Linked DNA regions of Mus musculus: region 2 is linked to region 1. The links are chromatin contacts, called in public HiChIP or PLAC-seq maps. All regions are on one chromosome and are shown on one strand. Each heading gives the region's core, a stretch centred on a gene start, on an enhancer-like site or on the middle of the called end of the contact. The rest is flanking DNA. Distances are from core to core; before and after follow the strand shown. Region 1 holds the start of Robo1 (roundabout guidance receptor 1). Region 2 overlaps Robo1 (roundabout guidance receptor 1).

Evidence for each region. HiChIP or PLAC-seq counts read pairs in DNA pulled down with a chosen protein or histone mark.
Region 2: a contact with region 1 is called in an H3K4me3 HiChIP or PLAC-seq map of craniofacial prominence, with 3 times the contacts expected there. The contact joins the enhancer-like site here to the promoter of Robo1 in region 1. A contact is called at or near these places in 1 of 39 promoter capture datasets (cranial neural crest), 3 of 484 Hi-C or Micro-C datasets (myocytes, stem cell-derived neural progenitor cells and uterus), 5 of 115 datasets of contacts at active chromatin or transcription factors (craniofacial prominence, differentiating embryonic stem cells, embryonic hindbrain and 2 more) and 1 of 9 other capture datasets (adipose tissue).

Annotation. Positions count from the first base shown.
Region 1 is chr16:72,661,368-72,664,814 of GRCm38.p6, reverse strand. Robo1 (roundabout guidance receptor 1) reads right to left here and starts at 1,666. Exons shown (of 29, transcript NM_019413.2): 1 at 621-1,666. The coding sequence starts at 675. It overlaps Gm29908 (a long non-coding RNA gene), which reads left to right and starts at 1,749. Exons shown (of 3, transcript XR_384961.4): 1 at 1,749-1,827.
Region 2 is chr16:72,786,312-72,789,758 of GRCm38.p6, reverse strand. All of the region lies in intron 2 of Robo1 (roundabout guidance receptor 1), which reads right to left. Among named protein-coding and RNA genes, the nearest start is that of Gm52248, 92 kb to the left of the region's middle. Within about 2 kb of position 1,603, at least 9 of the 459 cell types and tissues checked have an H3K27ac peak or open chromatin away from gene starts, as enhancers often do.

The DNA.
Region 1 (3,447 bases), core at 417-2,916:
AGTTTATATCCTACCACGAGAAGGAGTTATTTCCTCAAGTTTCTTCAGAATCAAATTTAATTACAGACTTTGGTTACATAAAACAACTTCTAACAACCCGTTGAGCTCAGAAACGGGGGGTGGGGGGGTGGGGCGGGACGGGGACCGGGACCAGATTTTGGATTGCTGGGGATTGAGGATCACAAGCCCCCCTCACCCCCCACCCCCACTCCGTGCCGCTTGCCCCTCCACTCCAGCACCCCCTAAGGATCCCTCAGATGGGGGATACTCATTTGACCTAATCCTAAGAGCCCAAAACAACCCGCTGCCTCTACCACCCAAGTGCTTAGACAGGCATTTGCCCAGAGTGAGCTGGGCGTGCCCTGAACTTGGCGAAAGGCCGAGGTCTACCGAGAGGTTTGGGATGGTTTCAGGAGAGTTTGGGGTGATAGGCCAGAGGGGACAACCTCAAACGCGAAACTAGAAACCTTTCCCTGTAGAAGTTCTGGAAGGGTCGAGCCCCTCTGGCCTTAGAAGGGAGAGGTCGCCAAGAGTCAATTCAGGGTTGAGGGTCCGATTCTGAAGAGTGGAGTGGGGACCAGCGAAAGAGATGAAGGGTGAAGAAGGAGGGCGCAGGTTACCTGAACAGAGACATATTAATCCAAAGAGGTAAAAGCGAGCAGGCTCCGCGATCATTGTCCTCGGGTAGGTCCTGCATACAGTCTCATGCCAAGAGAAGGGAGCAGAAGCGGAGATCTCCAAATTTATGGAAGCCACACACCATACACCCTACACACAAAGGCTTAATATAAGCAACGTGAGTCAATCCGCCAAGAGTTTGCAGGGCAGTTTCTCGTCGACCTTTCCGGAGGCTTGTCAATCCCTTTGCAAAGAAAAAGCCCAAGGTTTGTCTTCCCTAGCTCCGGGTTTCTGAAGAGGCTCAACCACTTCCAAGGCTCATCCAAGGCGAACAACAAAGAGCCTAAACCGAGGAGCAGTTGTGCGGTTTCCTGCCTCCACAGTCCTGCTGAGCCTCCCGGCGTGCGCCTCCACAGCGTGTGCCCTGGCGCCGCTGCGCGGCGATTGCAAAGTTGGGGTGTGAGAGCAAAGGAAGAGATGCACCCCAAAAAGTGCTCCTCCGTCTACCGGAGAGCCAGAGAGTAGCAGGCCACCCCCCTCTGGCGGAGATTGCAGTCAAGGTAGCGGCGGCAGCTGGGGAGAACAGTCTCTAGGTTCACGGGGTGCGCCTGGGTGACTCTGCGCACCAGGAGGGAGCGAAGGGGCGGTACGGCGACAGCGGCTGCCTGGGCGGGCCCTTGTTCCCATCACTCGCGGGATGCGGAGGGCACCGGGGACAGCAACAGGACCGCGGATGCACGAGCGCCTTCCGGGCGCCCCCAGCCCGGCACAGCACCCAGCATCGTCCCGGGTCCTGCTTCTACTGGGGCGCGTGTAACGCACCTCCGAACCAAGCTGCAGCCCAAACTTCCCGGGGTGGCTAGTCTTACTCCTTGCTCCTGGAAGCTTCGGAGAGGCTGCTCCGGGCGGCCCCGGGTTGGTGGGAAAGAGCGAGCAGGAGGAAGAGGATGCTGCCGAGGCTCGCCCGAGCTCCGCTGGGAGCTTGCAGCGTCTGAAGTTTCTGCTCTCACGCTGCCTCCTTTCGGCTCGACAGCTCGTGGGTTTCCCCCTCAGTCCCTGCTGCTCCGGGTTTCCTCCCTCTCCAGCCCGGCTCGGGAACCTTTAAAGGGGACGCTCGATCCCTGCCAGGCCCTCACTGGCGCTGCTCAGACAAGTTCTGCGTGTTAATATTTCCATCCACATGCCTGGAGCGCCCAACTGCGCCCTCAGGTGAGATTTCAACGACTCAGAAGCAGAAATCTCAACGAATAAGAACTTGTTTTGGGTCCCTTTCCATCTCAGGCTCCCCTGCACCTTTCTCCAAATGGAACCTCCCAAACCAAAGACTTCAAAATCCTCCAGGTCCCTCTTAACCTCTTCTTTACCGATTTAGGGAATTGCAGTAAACTTCCAAAGAAGTTCACTCACTACCACTATCACCACCCCCCATATTCTCTTTAAACGAGCAAACAAACAAACAAACAAACTTATTTGCTTTCTCAGCAAAGAGGCTTTAGGAAAGTGTAAATTATCTAAAATATAGTAGTGGATGGATATTCTCTTTTTATTGAATTTGCTGGCGGTCCTGTAGAAAGGAGTGAAGGCTTAGGTCTTGGAGACTTCATTATGTTTACAGGAGAGTCTAGGTAGCTTATAGATATTAGAGACTCAACAGTTAAAGAAGAGTAACAGATGGGTGGTAATACATTAATCTAAAGTTTGCAGTGATGGGCTCTTAGCATCTCAAAAACTGGGCCACCCCAAATCCGAGGGTATCAGGTACCTGTGGCCATACTAACTTTATTCTCTCTTCTGAAGAAAAAAAAAATGGGGCCTGTGGGGCTACTTCATGAGTAAGCTAATTAGGCCCGAGATGAAACATGCCTGGGATATTTGACAGACAAGTTTTCACAAATTCGTTGTTTTCTTTTTTGTTATTATTGCCTATGACACGATGAAAACCATATAATATCTGCGGAAGGCTCTACAAATTGCAGTTGTTGACACAGCTATCGCTTTTATTAATAAGTTACTCTCTTCAAAGCTATGGTCTATGACTTCAAGATGAGTACTTACTGCCTTCAACTATGGCCGGTGGCATGACGGCAGGTGAGGAGGGTTTGAATTTATTTTGTGTAGACGGTTGGACTTTTCCAGGTTTCCCTTAACTGACTGCCTGCATTGCCTACCTAAACTGCAAGTTTCAAAGAGCCATGTGCTCATTTGGGTCATGGCTTCTGTGGCCCGTGAACTCAGAGCAACTGTCTGTGAAAAGACAACCTGGTTAACAGCACCTTACCTTTGAAAAGGAAACACAATTTAATCCTGAGAAAGCTGACTGAAAACTCAGTAAACAAGCCAAAGATAAGAAGTCAAAGATTCTAACCAGAATCTTTTCAGCAGTAAAAACAAGAAACGTGCAGTAAATGTTAAGAGACATACATTGATTTGGTATCTGTGAAAAGATAGTTTGGTGAGAAACAGAGAAAATAAATTTTCCTTGGAATAAAATGAACTTTTAAGATAAGATACCCCAGGAATAGAACATAAATAAGCTTAGCATGATGAAGGAGGGGAGGAGAAAACGAAAATCTCCAATCCCCAAGTTAGTCAAGGGGATTTTAAATGAAGATTTTGAAGTTCCATCTAGTGAAGGATATATCCTCTTATTTTCTTTTATTTGTGTGTGTGAGTATGTGTGTGTGCATGTGTGAGTGTGTGCGTGCATGTGTGTGTGTGTGTGTGTGTGTGTGTGTGTGTTGGACCTCCTGTTCAGAGAGGTAGGGGCTCCTGCATGCTAAACACAGGTTCTGCCACCAGTATGAGAAAGTAGACTCTGTGCAAGAGTCC
Region 2 (3,447 bases), core at 354-2,853, 130 kb before region 1:
GCACCACTCCCAGGTACCATATACAATATGTTCGTTAATATCCACTTCATTTCTTGGGTATTAACAGAAGCCAAATCACTTTTATACAGAATAAAGACCTAGTCCACCAGTCTCAACAACTTAATAATTTTAATGTTAAAACTGGGAACTTGTTTTGTACTTTGGGAATGAATCTTGTAGGTGTAAAGGAAAACTTAGCTCATTTTCCTTAAGGGATAGAAGCAATCTCTTCTCTACAGTGCAGAGATAAAATTGGCTTCTCCACAGGCATTAGGATTGGTTGGCAGATTTTCTGCTGGGATCTGGATTGAAATGCTTGTTTTTGAATAGAAAGAAGCATAGAAGGAGGGAATTCATATACAAAAGCCACAAGCCACTCCTCTCCCATCTACAGAGTCTGCCAATGCTGAGCTTGGACACATGCTCTTTGTGTCACCGTTCTTTTCACAATATGAAGGACTGTAAAACTTCTGGTGGGTTATAAAAGCAGAGGAAACGTTTTGTCAAAAATGTTTCTTTTTTTCGCACATAACTGAATCTCAGTTTCTTTGCTATAAACTTAAGTTCATTTTATTGTAAAATCTTGGGATCAATCTGAAATAAATTTGTCTCTACCTTTAGAGAATCTATATTAATACTTCCTTCAGCTGATGCAACTTTCATTTATACAGTGCAATGCCTACAGAGCTAAATGATTTGAAAGTTACTATAAAAGTCATGAATATTTAACCTAATCATAACATTCTAATACATGTTTATTATATACATATATCATATTGCCAATCATATGTACAATTTATATCTTACATACCAATTACAGATAAATACAACTTAATAGATATGGCAACCACAGAATATCAGTTATGTGAAATAAATAAAAGTAGCTCTTATTTGTCCTTTAATCAACCATTAGCCATATCCTTCTATGAATTTTTTTCAACCTAACGAGGTGATTTACATTTTTTAGTAAAGAACTGATTTATAGTATATAATTAAACAATACTGAAAACGCTGCCTTTCACTGTCTGCAAAATATATTTTCCATTTCTTGACATATTATACAGTTGTATTCTTGTATTAAAGGATAATATGTGAAAATATACCTTTCAATTCTCTTTGCCTTTTAGTTGTTTTAAATAGTATGAACGAACAATGCTCCAATAGGAAACGGGCCTCCCAAAAATCTCCGGAATAGAATGATAACATCAAAGGGAAAAAAAGAAGATGGGCAACTCAGTATAAGTTTTTCTCTTACAAAGTCCTGTCCCATGCAGAATCACCACCAAACGGACTAAACAAGAGGAAGAAATAATACAAGAGAAACACGTTCACACTGAAGTCCACCCAATCCTCCAAGTAAGAACCCTTGCTGTGTTGCCTATTGTACATGCCATATGGGCCCGCAGGAATCCCCAAAGACAAGAATGGCGTCTTTCAAAAGCACTGATTACATCCTTGTTTTAGGCCTACCTCAGACAGACCAAAGATTCAGTTAATCAATTAGCTGAGGTTCCTGCTAACACAAGAAAAGAGAGCACTCAACCCAGAGAGGCTGGGGCCATGAACAAAGCTATCTTTGCAGCAGAGGGGCCTCTCTCGTGCATCGCACAGGGGCCATTGTTCCATTCTAGAAGAGTCACATTCATCAATGTTCAGAACCGGAACCTCTGTAATACATTGTTGGCTGTTCATCGGTGATTTATTACAGAGCACCACACAGATTTGACAGGAAACGAGTTGGTAGTTTGGAAGCTGCTGGTGAAGGGGGTTAGGAGAAGTGTGGCTGGGTGTTGTGAAGGGTACTAATGCAGAATCCACTCAGCAACTTTATCATAGCCCACACTGGTACTTACAGTTAGGTCACAAACATCCATGCTGCCCTGAAAGGCCAACTATGTAGTATTTTGGGTAGCAAGTCCAGAAGAAAAAAAATGATTGATAATTCTTGAAAAAAGAAAGGATATGGGGAAGAGAGGGCAACAGACACAGGAGGGGGGAGAACTCAGGGGTGGGAAGTTACAATCAATTGTAAAAGTTTTCATGACACAAGGCAGCAACAGGAAATCTGAGAAGAATCCTCATGAAGACCCAGTGTTAATAGTGTAGCAGAAGCTATAAGCCTTGAATCAGGCCAATGACTCATTGCAGTGAACAACTAACTGCAGGTAGAGAAGTGTGGACAAAGGCGTATAGTGTGGGACACACTGTGACACGCTATAGCTTTCACACTGTGATTGCTTTCCTTTTGGGGGAGCATTGCAAGGGAGGGTGGGAACAAAGGGATGGAGAGATGAGTAGGACCGGGGTGCATGATGTGAAATTCACAACGAATTCATAAAAAGCTAACAGACAAGAGTCTTCATTGTTCTTCAAAAGGCTTATGTCCTTGATTACAAAATAAATTTTAAAATTCTGTAATTGGAAGAGAACTGTACCATTCTCTAAATTAACAGGCAACACAAATTATAAATTTCTCAATAAAATGAGAAATAAATTTAAACATTTATTTTGGGAGAAAAAGCCCCTGTGCTTTGGTAGCATTTGTCACTATCATAAAAAAATGATGAAGAAAACTTCCCTTGGACAGAAAACAGTGGTTATATTGTGGTGTTTGTTATCCTTCTGGACATAATTTCTTTGCAGCCAATACGATTTATAGAAATAATAACTACATCTGGATGTAACATTGGATGTGCTTCTGGTAACCCATTTGGCAACTAGAGTGAATTCTACAGGAGCTGGGATATCATTCTTTAGTCATCCTTTTAGAAGCAGCGCTCAAAATCTCAGAGATGGGAGAACGGATGTTTAATTAATCTGGTTAAATAAAAATAATTATCCATCACCATTCATGTATCTTCGACTGTTCAAGACATTAAACCCTCAGAGACCCAGGACTATAAGAAACAGCTGCTTTTGGCCAATTATGTCTCGAGCTGTCAAGATTCATAATACTCAACGAGCCCTTTCTCCCCTTCATTACAAAAGGAAAAATGACTCAAATAGGTATGTTTATACCATGAATGTTAAGCTGATATTTCAAATGAGAACATGCTCAAGGAAGATAATACTCTCATGTTTTTGTCTTAATTTCCTCAACTGTGGAAAAAAATGCATACCCCTAACTGTCAAGGGAGGTTTCAAAGTGCCTGATCAACATCACCCTTTATTTCAAATTTAAATTTTAGAGAACAATATTGTTGGGGCTAGTTAAAAAAAATGGCTTTTTGGTTAGTTTGTTACATGTTCTTTACCTTGTTAAACACAAGAAAACTGGTAGGGAAGGGCACAGAGAGAAGAAGCAGGAAGGCTTTAAAGGAGCAAGAAGGGGGACTCTCAGTCCTGATAGTGAACATGACTACGCATACGAAAAAAAAAAAAGAAAAAAAAAAGACTGTAGGTTTGCTTCTTGTTCAGGCGGACTAGGAGAGGTTGGAAATGGCAACA